2 separate regions of the Rattus norvegicus genome follow, and region 2 is linked to region 1. A link is a contact called in public Hi-C data. All regions are on one chromosome and are shown on one strand. The core of a region is the stretch at or near the end of the contact, and the rest is flanking DNA. Distances in the headings are between cores, read along the strand shown. Region 1 overlaps Pxk (PX domain containing serine/threonine kinase). Region 2 holds the start of Pxk (PX domain containing serine/threonine kinase).

Region 1 (3,311 bases), core at 732-3,231:
GGGTTATACATTTTTGTTCATTTGCATAAGTTCCTCTATATCTTATGATATCAAGTCCTCACAAGTATTGACATATTTTAAATTTCACTGTGAGCAGTGTCCTTTGTTGAACAAAGTTTTGATTTTAACTAGTCCAGGTTATTCCTTGTTTTCTTTCATTGCCTATGTTTTTGGCGTTGTATCCAAGAAATCATTTCCAGCTGGGTAGGATGGTATATATCTGTAATTCCTGAGGCAAGAGGATCATTAGTTCAAGGCCAAGCTGGGCTACATTAGATTGGCAGGTCAGAGCCTTACCCCACCCTGGCAGAGAGCCAGAACTGGTGAGTGGCGGCTGACGTAGCTGCCGAAGCTGCAGGGGAGGGTCCCAGGCCCATCTGCACAGCTCAGAGATGCTGTCCCCCAAACAAAAATAAGTAGACGATTCGTAAGAAAGAAATACAAGTCCAGGGCCATGAAGTGCCTTCCTGAGCTTTAGGAGTTCTACAGTTTTAGATCTTGCACCCATGCTGAATTAATTTTCAAAGATGACTTAAGGTAATGATTTAACTTGACTACTTTTTATGTGGGTATTTAACATTTACGAACACTCTTTTGAAGCTACTGTTCTTCCCTGGTTGTGTGTGGAAGAACCATTTGTCTATGTACACGAGGGCATGTTCCTGGGATCTCTCATTTTTGTCTATTAACTGTGTAATAGCTGGTTTTGAAATGATGTCTCGGGAGAGTGTGTAATAATAGGTTTCGATGCTGTGCTTGCTCTTTGAGACTGCCTTGGCAGTTCTGGAACCCTTGAACTACTTGGAACACAGTGTGGTTATGCTTTAAGTCTATGCACCCGTGGCCTGAAAGTGCTGGCAAGTGAGCGCAGCTGGTGTACATGGAGCGTGTGGCTTTAACTGGCCTTGTTCTAGAGGACCCCCTGTGTCATGACGGCTGCTGCTGCATGTGTTGGGAACTTGAGAGACTCCAACCACTTCCCTCAGAAGCTCATGTACTACTTGTCCTTTAGATTCCCACGAAACTAAGAGAGGCACTGAGAATCGCCAAGGAATGTATAGAGAAGAGACTCACCGAGGAACAGAAGCAGGTAAGCCGGCAGCTGCCCCTCATCCCTGTGATCATTCAGTGACCCATTCACAGTGACTGGCTTTGGATGTGCACCCCATATACATTTCCTGCATACTTGCTCTTAGCCAGATCTTGGGCTAAGTGCTGTGACAGAGAACATGTCACAGTCCTGCCCTCAGTCTGCTCCGTCTGCATAGAGCAAGCACACAGCCTGGTGTGGTCATCCTTCACGATCAGGTCTTGCTGGTGGGGTGGTTGGTAGCACTCATGGGTCACTTTCTTCTGTAAAGATCAGTGGTAGGAAGGGATTGGGAAAGTGAGATGGATCATCGTCGTTCAGCATGTCCTTCTCCCAGAGAGCCAGACCTGAGCCACAGGCTGGCCAAGAATGACCTCGCTTAGCCTAGCAGCTTAATGCGGTCAAACATATAGAAGTCATTAAGAACCTGCTTTAGGTAGAACTTATTTACATTTGTTGGGGATTGTGGTCTCTTAAAGATTCACCAGCATCGAAGACTAACGAGAGCTCAGTCACACCATGGATCTGAGGAGGAAAGGAAAAGGAGAAAGATCTTAGCTCGAAAGGTAAGCCTGCTGTCCCTGTGTTCTCTTTTAGATCCTTGACTACACTTGAAGAAAATTCTAAGGCTAGTGGTGCACACTTAATGACACAATTTTATCTTGGGAGCTAAAAGCGTTTCCAGATGACTGGTTTGGAACTTACACACATACACTAGCTCCTACCAGTTCAGTCTGTCCTGCTCCTGTTTAGTAGATTATGTTTTTGGGGGAGTGTTGCATGCACATATGTGCACACACAGGCATAGGCACACACACACACACACACACACACACACACACACACACACGAACTCACTCACGCATGCACACATCATTAGCATATAGTTTGCTGGCTTGTTAGGCCCATTGTGGCAGGAAATGCTTGGAGGAGATGGTCAGCCTGGGTGGTGAAGTCAGCATTCTTGGTTATATTTTCTCTTTTGGCTTGTGGCTTCTCAGTAATAGGTTATGAATATACCATTCTTCATAGCTGGCTAACTGTATGTCTGAAGTTTTTTTTTTAAACTCTCAGCTCAGCATGCTTTTTCTTTGCTTACCACCCACCCTTCTTTTATTTTTAAAGAAGTCAAAACGATCTGCTGTTGAAAACAGTGAAGAGCAGCCAGTGAAGCACAGCAACGCCAATAACTCAGGTAACTGGGTAGACGTTGTCGTGGGGCTCAGCATCCAGAGGTGCAGCTCAGGACTCTAGGTGTATGGAGATTTGATTGAGCAGCACGGTAATGAGAGCAGAGATTAGAAAACCTCTGTCCCCTGTGAAGAATCGTGACAACACTCATATTCCCACTTCTCCATTGATGGCTGGACTCCATCTGTTAAAGACAAGAGCACTTGATGTGGAAGAAAATCAGGCCCTTTTGTGTACATGGAAAAAATCTTGCCCACTGCTCTAGAACCCATGTGGTTGAAGGATGTGTTCCCCCAGTGGATTAAAGCATAGACTCTGTGGTAGGGTAGGACAGAGGGGTGTGTGTGTGTGTGTGTGTGTGTGTGTGTGTGTGTGTGTGAGAGAGAGAGAGAGAGAGACAGAGAGAGAGACAGAGAGAAAGAAAGAGAGACAGAGACAGAGACAGAGAGAGAGAGAGAGAGAGAGAGAGAGAGAGAGAGAGAGAGAACCACTCTCGAGTCATTCTCTCAGGCACGATCAGGACTCTGATAGTCTTTACAGTCATTCTCAGCTGCCCCTCTGCTGGCCGCGCTGACTTTGGACCTAATATATGTTCAACTTTGGGCCAGGTTGAGGATCAAACTGAGTGTTCTGTTTATGAATCTGTGAAATACAGTTCAGTGTAGAGGAGGGAGGTGTCAGTAACCCAGGCAGTTTCAGCATGACGGGGATGAATGGGAAGGGGAGATTGAAGTTAAGCTGATTATACTTTAAAGAGATGAAGGACCCATCAGCAAGGGAGGAGCTAGATAGATGCAAAGAAGAGGTTGATGGAGAAGGTAGAGGGCCAAAGGTGAGCACTGAAAGCCCCACTGTCCGTGTCAGGAGTGGAGGAAGTCCATTCATCCCTTCCTCAACACCAGAATGAGGAGGGACAAGTGAAGAAGCAAAAGACTTTAAACATGGAAGGGCGGACATGGTGGTATATGCATGTAGTTCCAGCTTCTCAATGTTGAGGCAGATTCTTCAAGTACAGGAACTGAAGACAAGC
Region 2 (3,303 bases), core at 590-3,089, 54 kb before region 1:
GGTTTCTACTCCTCTGATGGTGAAATTCTCCATTGCCTTTAAACAAAGAAACAGAGGAAAAGAGTGAAAGCCTCTTAAAGTGATGCGTGGTTTGACTTTCACAGATGACTGCTCTAAAGCAAATTGGAATAAAAATGAGATGTGGAAAGAGGTCTCCTACTGAGCGTTGGCTCCTGAAGGCACTCTGGTGTCACTGGGCTACTTGGGGTTGCCGGCCAATCTCTCAGCTTGAACTCTGAAGAGGATAACCACCAAGTGCAATCTAGACCTTTGCTATGATGGCAAAATGCAGTGGTGGTAGAGTCACAAAGAAGCTTTGTTTCTATGAATGAAATAATAGAAATTTCGTGGGGCTGGAGAGATGGCTCAGTGGTTAAGAGCACTGACTGTTCTTCCAGAGGTTCTGAGTTCAAATCCCAGCAATCACATTGTGGCTCACAACCATCTGTAATGAGATCTGATGCCCTCTTCTGGTGTGTCTAAGAACAGCCACGGTGTACTTATATATAATAAATCTTAATAAAAAATAAAAATTTAGTGGAAACAAACTTAAGAGTTAGAAATCTCTGTTCTGTGAATTGTCAGGATGGAATTCATATTGTTTGAGATTTTTAACATGTGCAAAGTTCTTTCCCGTCCGGTTGCATTCCTATTACACATTCTACATAGGCTTGAACTTAGTTTTGCCAGTGGAAGGTCACAGGGTGTGTGTGTGTGTGTGTGTGTGTGTGTGTGTGTGTGTGTGTATTTGACTTATTCAAGATAACACAGCTGAAGTAAATGCCAGATTCTCAACACGGTCCTAGGTATCTGATCTAAGTTTAATTTCATTTTTATCCTGGAAGATTGTGATCTTGGGTTAAGGGGAGCAAGGTAGGGGCTGGAGAGATGGCTCAGCGGTTAAGAGCACCCGACTGCTCTTCCAGAGGTCCTGAGTTCAATTCCCAGCAACCACATGGTGGCTCACAACCATCTGTAAAGAGATCCAATGCCCTCTTCTGGTGTATCTGAAGACAGCTACAGTGTACTTATATATAATAAAATGAATAAATCTTTAAAAAAAAAAGGGGGGGGGAAGCAAGGTAGATTTGGTGTTGAGAAGTTGATCGTCAGGTTTGATGGTTCTGAGTTTGAGGTTCTTGGAGCCAGAATGCTAGCACCAAAGATTCTCAGAGTCTAAGAGATCTGAGTGCTCTTTGGTTTCTTAGACCTTGGGCTCAACCGAGAGCTAGGGACTACACATGCAAGCAAGGAAATCTTTGCATCAGTTCCCCCCTGCCCCCACTGTTCTTAGAGTTTGTTGCTTAAAGGTTCAGACACTGTGGGATCCAGCTATGAGAGTATAGCGCCTAGGCTCTCCTGAAGATCCAGGTTCAAAACCTGAATCCAGATTTGGTTTAGAAAATTTGTTCTACAGACTCAGATTGAGGGTCCACCCTGAAGGTGTTTTTTTGTTGTTTCCTGAGATCTAAGGACCTTGGGCAGGGAAGATGTGATTGGGAGCAGTAGGGTCTCAAGTCTGCTAATCTGAGTTTCTAAACGGTTCATCAGAAAAACTCAGTTCGGTTAGAGTCCAGAAAATCAGTGTCTAAATGTGACACGTGGTGGTGATGGTTTAGTTTGGTGCTCCTCCGCCCGAGGCCGGGAGCTCATGGTACTGAGTGTACGATGCAGAGGCGAGGAGGCACCAAGAGAGCAAGGGGTTTCAGTCACCTACCCTGCGGTGAAGTACGGCGCTAGGACCCAGCGGGATCGGAAGGACGGGTGTTGACAGCCCGCAGGCTGGGACGACCGGCGCTAGGACCCCGCGGGCGGCGGCAGCGCGCGGGGCGGTGCGCGTTGACAGCAGCGGCGGGACGCGGCGGGTGGCGGGGTTCGGCGCCTCCGGTTCCTGCCCCGGCTTCAGAGGCGGCGGCGGCGGCGGCGGCGACGGCCCGGGATGGCCTTCATGGAGAAACCGCCAGCCCGCAAGGTGCTGCTGGACGACACGGTGCCGCTGACAGCGGCCGTCGAGGCGAGCCAGAGTCTGCAGTCGCACACGGTGCGCGGCCGGGGCGGGAGGCCGGGGCCGAGGGCGGGGGCCGGGCGAAGGCCGGACGGCGCAGCGGGCCGGGCGCGGGCACCAGAGCCGGGCAGGTGTATGAGCCCGCCGCCTCCCTCCTGCTCAGCCGCGGCCGGGGCAGTGTGCCCGCGCATCCCTGTCCCCCTGGAGTGGCTTAGGGGAGCCCTCGGTGCTCCTAATACACACAGGCGAGTTCATTTCTGCCACATGCAGTCTTTTATGGGGCTTTAAAGCCACGCTTGCTTTCTTTTGCCCGTACTTTTTTTTTTTTTTTTGAAAGGCGCTCTTATGCATTGTAATTTACAAGCAATAAACCCGGGAACCAGTAAAACCCGGGGAGCTACTAGGCTCTGGGACTCGATTGAGTAAATGATGAATGGGGTGGGGTGGGATTGGGATTCCTTAGATTGTAATGTTTTGTCGGGCCAGCAAATCAGATTCCAGCCCAGAGGCTTGTTTATCACATCAGTGTTTGGGGGTTCATCATCTGGAGACTAGAGCCCCACAATAGCCTTCTGTATTTCTCTGACTCTTTGTCTCGCTGTCTCTTGTTTCTGACTTTCTCTGGGTGTCTCTCTGTTTGTGTGTGTGTCAGTGTCTGTGTGTGTGTGTGTATGTTTGTTCTTCTGCTGTTCAAAGAGATCTTTCATATTAAAGCAAGACTTTTTGGAACCCCCTGTTTCCTCATCGACAGCTTTGCTTTGTTGAAAGTATTCATTCTCACTTAGAGAAATGACTGTCTTTTTTTTTTTTTCTTTTAAATGCATTTTGTCTCCCTGTGGTAGCATCCTAAACCCTATGTAGAAACTCGTGAAAGGCACCAAATATCCATGAGTTTGTTGAACTTGTAATTTGTTGCAAAGTGAATATTTAAGAACCCATATTTAGGGAAGGGAACAATCATTCTTTCAAATTATATTTTTGACTGGATTGACGGCAAGTAAACCTTATAACCTCATAGGGTCTATTTAATACTAAAGAGTTGGATGCTCAGGACCACTATCTCTAGAAAACCTTTCTTCCTGAGTAGCTATTACCCTAGGCCTCATGGATGGACACCAGGGTAATCATGTGATTTCCTCTCTTCCAGGAGAGGACAGGAGGGTCCCATTCTGATAGCATTTCATATGTGTCTGTTAAACGGGTAAATGAATTGTAGCCTCACTATGTCCTGTTTCCTGTTTGTGGAAAGCCATGGTTGTGAAAGTCAGAATAACCTGACTTCTGGGCTGCTAACAGGT

The links. Hi-C and Micro-C count contacts between places; a contact is called where the count stands out from the background.
Region 2: a Hi-C map of Schwann cells shows a contact between it and region 1, with 4 times the contacts expected there. The contact joins the promoter of Pxk here to the enhancer-like site in region 1. A contact is called at or near these places in 10 of 12 Hi-C or Micro-C datasets (the A7r5 cell line, the Rat2 cell line, Schwann cells and 6 more).

The regions. Positions count from the first base shown.
Region 1 is chr15:19,203,436-19,206,746 of GRCr8, reverse strand. It overlaps Pxk (PX domain containing serine/threonine kinase), which reads left to right. Exons shown (of 18, transcript NM_001399677.1): 14 at 1,013-1,090; 15 at 1,570-1,656; 16 at 2,216-2,285. Among named protein-coding and RNA genes, the nearest start is that of Pdhb, 22 kb to the right of the region's middle. Within about 2 kb of position 1,981, at least 7 of the 93 cell types and tissues checked have an H3K27ac peak or open chromatin away from gene starts, as enhancers often do. A contact at or near this core is called in Schwann cells, where this site is marked.
Region 2 is chr15:19,257,207-19,260,509 of GRCr8, reverse strand. It overlaps Pxk (PX domain containing serine/threonine kinase), which reads left to right and starts at 1,839. Exons shown (of 18, transcript NM_001399677.1): 1 at 1,839-2,041. The coding sequence starts at 1,940.